Linked DNA regions of Mus musculus: all the other regions are linked to region 2. A link is a contact called in public promoter capture Hi-C data. All regions are on one chromosome and are shown on one strand. The core of a region is the stretch at or near the end of the contact, and the rest is flanking DNA. Distances in the headings are between cores, read along the strand shown. Region 1 holds the start of Fign (fidgetin). Region 2 holds the start of Cobll1 (Cobl-like 1). Region 3 holds the start of Ttc21b (tetratricopeptide repeat domain 21B).

Region 1 (2,702 bases), core at 62-2,561, 1.1 Mb after region 2:
ATTCCTTAAGAACTTTGCCGGGCACATTATCTCGTAGACATCATGATCAAATGTTATTGTTTGCTTTATTATCTCAGTTGGATGGTTGGCTAGTCTAGGATGAAATAGGTTGAAGGCAATCCTCTCAGCCCAGAAGTCTGAATGAGGTTCCCATTCAAATGATCCTGATTGTTTGGGGGTGGGGCGGGGTGATTAGTAAACCAACTGAGCTTACACTGCATAGTAAGCGTCTGGATGCAGCACATTTACATCTAACAAGAGACCCCAGAAAACGTGTGTGTGTTTCTTAAACCTTATGTTGCGAACAAAAGGCTATCTCAGCCACAGACAATCAGCACGGCACTGCTCCCTGGGATGCGAGCCACACACTCAACTGCACATTTCATTCTTCCTCAGCTCCCAGCACCACAAAGCCCCGACTCTCTTCCTTCTCCTGGGTCCCCAGATTGCTCCATAGCGGGGGGCTGGGAAAGCTGAAGCCCCAGGTCTCTGCCTGCGCACCAACAGCCCTCACCGTGGGCCCCCGGGCGCTGCTCTCCCCTGCCCGAGCCGCCTGGGGGAGGTAGGGAGGGGAGCCGGGGGAGCTTGAGAGGGGACCGCACACCTAGATACTTAGGGTTTTTATTTATTCCCGGGGAGGTGGAGGCGGTGAAGTGGGTTCAAGCTGATCTGCCTCCCCAACTTGCCTCTCCCTAGCAGATAAAGTCATTTTCGGACTGGTGCGGGGAGCCTCGGGGATAGGGGACGTCCCGGCTCCACGTCCCGGTCCCCGTCCCGTGCGCGCAGCAGCAGGGAGGGCTGGCCAGGCTACGGTGGTGACCGGAGGACCGGGGAGGGGCCCTCAGGGACGCGCGATCGCGCGTGGACAGCGGGGCTCGCTTCCCCCGGGGGCGTCGCTCCCCGCGCGCGGGCTGGGCCGGGCTCCGCGTCCCCGCGCGCCGGCATGACCTCGGGGCCCCCTCCGGGCCGCGGGAGCGCAGCTGTGAGGCTGGGCGGCCGCCGAGGCCCGGGCCGTGTAACATGACCCGGCGGCCGGCCATTGCGCCCTCCCTGTCCGCCCGCGGCCGGGCGCCGCTCGCCGCCTCCCGCCTCCGCTCCCCCTGCAGTCCCGGCCCGCGCCGCCGCTCCCTCCCGGGGCTCCCGGCCCGCCGCGCTCCAACGCCCGCCTCTCGCCACTGCCTCCCGACGCCCGGCCGCGCGGCCGCCTGCGTCTCTTTCTCCCTCTCTCCTTTGAAAACTGATCTTTGGCTCTTAGTGTGAAAGTGATTTGAATTTGGCTCGGCGGCGCTCTGCGCCTGCGCTCAGCCTCTGGCATGCTGGCTCCTTCCAAGCAGCTGTTTTGGGTTTGAAATTCCAACATGGCAGAGGCTGCAGTCCGTCTTCCCTTCAAAAACTTGGAATGATTTCAAATCATAGGCACCTTCACTTAACCCTAGCTTCCATTCATCAGCAAACACATCGGATCGATGCTACGCTAACCTATCGGGAGCTCGCTCTGCGCGTCCAGGTAAGGAGAGCTTCGTAGTTTTTTACCATCTGTTTAAATTTTTTGTTTTTGTTTTATTTTTAAAGAATATAGATAGATCCAAGACCTGTAGTGAGAAGAGGTCTCAGAGTTGTGCCGTAAACAGTAAATTTAATTTGCATTCGTTTCTATTTTGTACGCCAACCTGCTGTCTAATTTCTCTGTACAAAGTAGCCCTGAAACATTATGATGCATATTTCTGCAGCTTAATCGTTATAACAATAGTATGGGATTAAGAGTTCGTGACTGCAAGAATCTCGCTTTTCGCGATATTGGGCTTACTCACTACTATCTTTTTACCTCAAAAAATAAAAAAAATAAAATAAGAAAGCGGAGCCATAGGGTGGGGCTAGACTTTCTTCGGGAACTAACTTCTAAGTAAATAAGAAGTGTAAATAAGAATCTTGCACACACACAAAAAGTTGAGGTTAAATTACAATCTCGTGGCTGGGGGATCGAGAAAAATGTCAGAGGATCGGTTGCAGAAAACTGTAAGCACATCATGCGGGAGGGGGTACAGCGTGGTGGGCGTATTGTTGGCAAGGAACGGGAGAGAAAGATGTATAATTTAATGGTATATACAATCCACTGATCCTATTACCGTCCTCCCCGGAGCTCTTGTTAGTTTCAATGGGAGTGAGTGAAATTGACATGGACTTGTATTCCCGGTCATGTGCTTTTTTTCCTTTCTTTCTTCTCCTGTGATCTGAGATCCCCTTTTTGTTGATGTTGCTTTCCCCCTTAATTATATGCATGTAGGTTAAATGAATACCTGACGAAAGGGCCCACGTTTCAAGGCAGTGACATTTGATAGCTGAGAGGAAAAGTGGCTTTAATGAAAAGCAACCTTTGGAATTCCTGCTTGTGAGAAATCCAATTCAGCTTTTTGTGCTACCAGCAAGAAATGATCAGTAGCACCAGTGTTTATGGTATGTCAGTTTTGGAATTTACTTCCTTTGCATTTAAATAGGGAAGACAAATTAAATAGCATGATAAAAACCATTGGAGGCTGCTTGGGAACCAGATGCTCATGATGTCCAATTCTTTTTAAACATGTCTATGTCTGTTTATTTTAATCTGTCACTGTGCTTTTTTTTTTTTTTTTGTATTTGCTTTCACTTCTTTATGCATTTCAGTTTTTATTAATATGTTATTTGCGGACACTTTCATTGGCTTT
Region 2 (2,700 bases), core at 109-2,608:
GTCATCGCAGAAGTCACCACGATCTTCACCTCCATTTCATATTCAAAGATGTACTGAGACCATATTCACCACAAGGGAGAGGAAAGAGACAAAATCCAATTATGTGGAGTAGTAGTTAGTACTTTTGGTTCCAGAAATTATTGGTGGTGGTTGTAATGAATGAGCAACAAAGAACCTTTAATTAAGCACGGGTTATAAATACTAGTTTAATTTTAATGTGAACCAAAAATGTTAAGTCCTTTGTTATCCTACATCATGTTTTTATGCCTACAGATTTGCCACTTGAGGTATCCATTTATATATTTTTAATTTAGCATTATTTCCTGATGTTCGCTTTTGGACTCATCAATATGATTTACTTTAAAACAGTTGGCAAGGGTCTAAGGGTAAGGAGACAATATGCACCCGGTTGTCAGGTGGCACGTCTCCTCTGAGAAGAACTCTTGCAGGAACCGAAACTACAAACAAGCAAGCACTGTCTGAGATTCCTTTATTCCTGTGAAACTTCCAGGAGGCCACTAAATCTCTGCTGTTCTTTCTTAGCTTATAGACTGTCATCATGAGAACGTCCAGTCCTCAAATCCCAGCTGTTGGCTGTTTACATCAAGAGAGGCATGTCTGGGAAGACTGGACGAGCTTAAACCTGCCAGGGATTAAAAAGATCACAATGTCAGAGGTGCCTTTTAAGGGCTAGCAACCGTAGGGGTCAGTAAGGTTAAAAAGAAAATCCTGCACTTCGAAGGTCAGACTGCAGGTGGTCAATCAGCAGGACTCGGTCCATGAGCTCTCCTCACTTCCGCTACAGCTTGGGTCCTCCCTGGGGTTTTGCTGGCCAGGTAGCCTCCCTGTCCGCCCACTCTTCCTCTTGGGTTCGCGAGGCTTCCCAAAGCTACTCAGTGTCAGTGGGGACTAAAACGAGCAGCCTAGACGCTTCCTCTCCACCGGCCTCCCCCGCGGTACCTAAAAGCCGCGTGCTCCGCGGAGGGGTGCGGGGTGGGGTAGGAAATTCCTCCTCGCTCCACGTCCCCGCCCGCTCGCCCTACCCGTCCCCTCTCCGGCTGGCTGCTCTGCTCGCTCCGATGCTGACCTCGTCACCCTCACTTCTGCAGAGCGAGGTGGCCGAGGCGGCTGCGAGCTCGGGGCTCCCGGCAGGGCCATGGGGCAGGGTGAGTTGGGGCGCGGGCGCGGCGGCCGGGGGCCGGCCGCTTTCCGCCGCGCGCTCGCTCCGGGCGTCCGAGCTAGCCGTGCGGGGGAGGAGCGGAGCCTGGACGGGCCGGGTCCCCTAAAGCGGGCAGTGGCTTGGGAAGGCGGGGGCGCTGTGGTTCGCAGCTCCTCCGGAAAAGTTTGCACGGGATTCAGTTGGTGCGCAGCGGGCCGCTGGAGCCCAAGCACTGCGGGCGTGGCGACCGTCCCGCGCCCGGTCCGCTCCTCCTCCTCCTTCACAGCCCGGGCTGCCGCGCGCCGCCCCTTCGCCCGGGACTGGCTGCGGGCTGCGGCCGGGGCGGGGACCTGTAGCCGTCGTCGCGGCGCCCTCGGGCAGGGACCGACCGGCAGGTGGAAGCGCCCCGGGGAGGCGGGGCCGCCCCTGGCTGCCGTGGGTCGAGGCGGGCTCTTGGCCCGGCCGCTCCCGCCCTGACCCGCCGGCCTCTCCCACCCTAGCAGTGACGCGCCGCCTCCGAGCCCGAGCCCGCGCCGCGGCCAGCAGCGCGATGGACCGCAGCGTCCCGGATCCCCTACCCCGCAGCGCGCCCCGCACCCCCGCCATGCAGCCCGCGGGCTCCGCAGGGTAAGTAAGCCTCCCTCCCGGCCGCCGAGGCCTCGCGCGCTTCACCTGCCCGAGGCGAGCTCCCCGCGGGGCCGCCGGGCTCCCGGGCCGACCCACACGCGGGCGGGAGACTGCGTCCTCCCGGACGAGTCGGGGTGGGGGGTTCGGTACTTTGGGCAAGCTTTCCGATCGGGGTTACGGAAGGCCAGGCGAATGGCAGGCGTTGGGTGAGGAGTCCCGGAGCAAAAGTGGTAACAAAGGGCCCCTTGTTGGGGCTCTGTAGCGGCGGGGGGGACGACACCTGTAAGCGCGCTCCGGGAAAGGAAGGAAAAGTTTCCACAGCCAAGCGCTCCAGCCCAGGAGGATGGTTTCTGTCAAGGTGACTGCAAGGAAGGGGCTTCCTGAAAGTCCACGGAGGGCGCAGCAAGGTGTGCCAGCTGTCAGCCCGGCTTGACAGTTCCGGGAGCAGGCGGGGTGCTCGCCTCTGACTGGGGGTGTGTGTGTGTATGTGCTTCTGGCCAATTGGTGATGCCAAAGCCGAGTGCGAAGTCAGTCGCATTGGCAAACACCTATACTTTTTTTTTTTTTTTTTTACCGTCACGTGTTTGAGGAGCGATTGGAAGGGAAGGGGCTGTCACATGGTGAGTTAATATTAAATGAAGCATGCCTTCCTGCCAAATATGCTAAACATCACTCTGTTAAACGTTTGGGTAAACAGTGGTGGGAACAGGTAGTCCTGCAAGGGCCAAGGAGAACTTGAGAATAACCTTTGTCGTAGTAAATGGTCAAGCTACACAACCCTGTCCTAGGTGAGACCGCCTCACTGCTGTCATGTAGCCTCTTTGCCATAAAGCACCCCCAGTTTCTCTTTTTCTTTGTTAATCAGAACCTAGAAATGCCTTAAGCAGAGTATGAAAATTCCGGAAATTGGAACA
Region 3 (2,700 bases), core at 46-2,545, 1.0 Mb before region 2:
TCTTCTTGATAAGATAGAATTCTAGAACTGTCTACATCATTCTGCCTGTTTTTTTTTAATTGAAATGGATTCTTCTCTCATCCCAACCACAGTTCCCCCACCCCACTCTTCCTAGCTTTTCACCACATCCGCTTCTCCATTCCTTTAGATCCATTCCCCCTCCCTCTCCTCTTCAGAAAGAAGTAGGCTTCTAAGAGATGACAGCCAAACAGGACCAAAATACAGTAAGACAAGGTAAAAGATCTCATACGGAGGATGGAGAAAGCAACCCGATTGAAGGAAGAGTCCTAAGAGCAGGCAGGAGGCCCACTAAAACATCAGTATAACGGCCACAGCTGCCTGCAGTCCTTTAAAGAATACAAGCAGAAACAAATTAGTGTGTCTAGATGCCCCTCTCAGTCAGCTTGCTGGATCTCATGATAAATACACTGGTGAAGATCTTCTAAGGAAGGCTGCCAGGAAGCAAACAGAAAAGCAAAAAGAAAAGCAAACAGCAAGTCCATGGTCCCAATGTCTTCTTCAAGGTCACGTGAGAATCTTCTAAAGTCCTTTCATTTGGCCTCATCTATCAAAGGTTCCACCACTCCCAACAGCACACGGGCTGGGGAACATTCAGCACGTGTGTCTTTGAGGGACAGTTTAGATCCAAACTACAGCAAACACTTAAGAAATAGAAATCTAAAAGAGGTAACCACATATTTTTAAATAAGACTTTGGGGGTGGAAATCTGGCGGAGCAGTTTAATAAGCACTCGAATAGCAAAATTACAGCAGCGCCTGAAAAGATTTAGAACAAGCCCAAGCCAGGCTTCAAGGTTTTTGCCGAACTGTGATTTTTCTGCGCCACCTTGTGGCCCAGACACGATTACTACACGTGTCAGGTAAATCATTTTCCCTGGTCAAGTACTAAGCCGCATTGCGCAAATCGGCTTCCACAAAAAATGCTGAGAAAATGGAGTCGGCCTTTGTTTGCAGGGATGAAAAGCGGCATGGCTCTCCCTCCTATTTGCTGCTTCATCATCTTTATTCTTTAATCTCATATCTCTTGCTCCACCCAATCCCTCCTCCTCGCGCCGTTTCCAGGCTGGACCTCCCTCCTCTAGCCCCACAACTCGGCAGCACTCAATGCTCAGCGGATTCCAGCCCCAGTCGCCCTCGCGGTCCTCCCTCGGGGTTCCCTCCTCGCCTGCTCCGGTGGCCCCCTCCTTCCTAGTCCTACAACTAAGCTCCGCCCCCTCACGCCGACAACCAATGGAGATCGGGCCACGCCCCTCGTGCTGCACGCCGCGTCCCTTAGGGTTTGAGGGCCCGGGAAGTGGGTCTGAACCCCTAACCCTGCGGCGGGCAGCGGTGGGCACCCTCCGGGTAGCCGGCGGCCATGGACTCCCAGGGGCTGAAGGTGAGCGGGCGGCGCGGGGCGTGGGCAGGGCGAGTGGACTGCGAGGTACAGGGTGGCTCGGGCAGCTGATGGTGAGAGCCTGCGGCCTTGGCGGAGATGCTGCGCCCCCCGCCGGGATGATCCCGAGGGCTCAACCACTGCCTTGCGGTTAACGGCCAGCCCCCAGCCTCCTGCTTATGTTGGCTTTGGACTTCTCCTGGGAAAGCCTGCTTAGTCTCCAAGTGTGATTTCTAGGGACTTAGCGAGCTAATGTCCTCTACCCGGCACTCACCTTTGCAAGCGGTTAACGAAAGTCCTTTAAAAGGAGGAGTATTATAGATTATGAAAATGGTCTTCCCATAGTTGCACTCAGCATATATTTCAGAAATGGTGAAAAACAAGGACAAGGTTTGGAAGCCTTTCGCGATCATTCCCCTCCCCTCCCCTCGCATCCCCTCCCCTCCCCTCTGTCCACTTTGGGACCTGTTCAGTATTTGTGGAGCGCTTTTTCTTGGGTGACTCCCGGAAGTTGGAGCTAGCTGAACAGACTCCTGGACATGAGATTTACTCATTCAAAAATCCAACACTGGAAAAAGTTCTTAGTACATTTAGCAAGCATTGGTTGACTGCCTTCTGTGTGTTTTGCACTATTTTCTAAGTACTTGCAATACTGCAGTAAAGGTGCTTAGTCTTGCAACTTTCACTTGATTTATGAGGGCTGACCCCACAAGCTATTAAACACATGAATGTCATGAGAACTACTGATTATATTCAGAGGACAGTGGGTGCTGACAGTTAGGGAAGACCGAAAGGTTTGGCTTTTTTTTTTTTTTTTTAATGAATTTCTACATTACCTTTTCAAGTTTTTCCTCCAACTCTTTTACATGTTTTATCCCTCATTTTATCCAAATGAGTTCTGCACTAAAACCACTTTAGTGATAAAACCATTATTAAACTTCTCATCACTTAGCACAGGAGCGAGTCGTGTCCTAAAACTGAGGCTGCTGACCTTGGCTTCTTCCCTTTCCAGTTTGATCAGTGCAATATTCTATCTAGAACAAGGTTCTTGAACAAGGAGTGGCAAGCACCGTCTACAAAATGCCAGATGGTACCTACTTTAGTATCTCTGTCCATCTGCAGTGACGTTGGTAAGCAGCTGTGGATGTACCTAAATGAAGGAGCATCCTCATATGCCAGTACATCTTCATGAGCTCTAACGTTTGTCTATGAAAGGTTTTCCCTGGCCCTTCTTCTCCAACTATTTTTAGCTCACTACCCATACAAAACCAAGTGGGAAGAAAGCCAGACATATCTTGGACCTAC

What was found. Promoter capture Hi-C pulls out the DNA fragments that hold promoters and counts their contacts.
Region 1: a promoter capture Hi-C map of liver shows a contact between it and region 2, with 4 times the contacts expected there. The contact joins the promoter of Fign here to the promoter of Cobll1 in region 2. A contact is called at or near these places in 6 of 39 promoter capture datasets (frontonasal cranial neural crest, hippocampal neurons, liver and 2 more) and 1 of 484 Hi-C or Micro-C datasets (embryonic stem cells).
Region 3: a contact with region 2 is called in a promoter capture Hi-C map of embryonic stem cells, with 5 times the contacts expected there. The contact joins the promoter of Ttc21b here to the promoter of Cobll1 in region 2. A contact is called at or near these places in 2 of 39 promoter capture datasets (embryonic stem cells and pre-B cells), 1 of 484 Hi-C or Micro-C datasets (embryonic stem cells) and 1 of 115 datasets of contacts at active chromatin or transcription factors (embryonic stem cells).

The regions. Positions count from the first base shown.
Region 1 is chr2:64,096,647-64,099,348 of GRCm38.p6, reverse strand. It overlaps Fign (fidgetin), which reads left to right and starts at 1,311. Exons shown (of 4, transcript NM_001267846.1): 1 at 1,311-1,507; 2 at 2,285-2,454.
Region 2 is chr2:65,237,449-65,240,148 of GRCm38.p6, reverse strand. It overlaps Cobll1 (Cobl-like 1), which reads left to right and starts at 1,358. Exons shown (of 14, transcript NM_177025.6): 1 at 1,358-1,786. The coding sequence starts at 1,710. Gm13594 (a long non-coding RNA gene) reads right to left here. Exons shown (of 2, transcript XR_001783320.2): 1 at 2,067-2,700; 2 at 1-643.
Region 3 is chr2:66,255,212-66,257,911 of GRCm38.p6, reverse strand. Ttc21b (tetratricopeptide repeat domain 21B) reads left to right here and starts at 1,295. Exons shown (of 29, transcript NM_001047604.2): 1 at 1,295-1,398. The coding sequence starts at 1,378.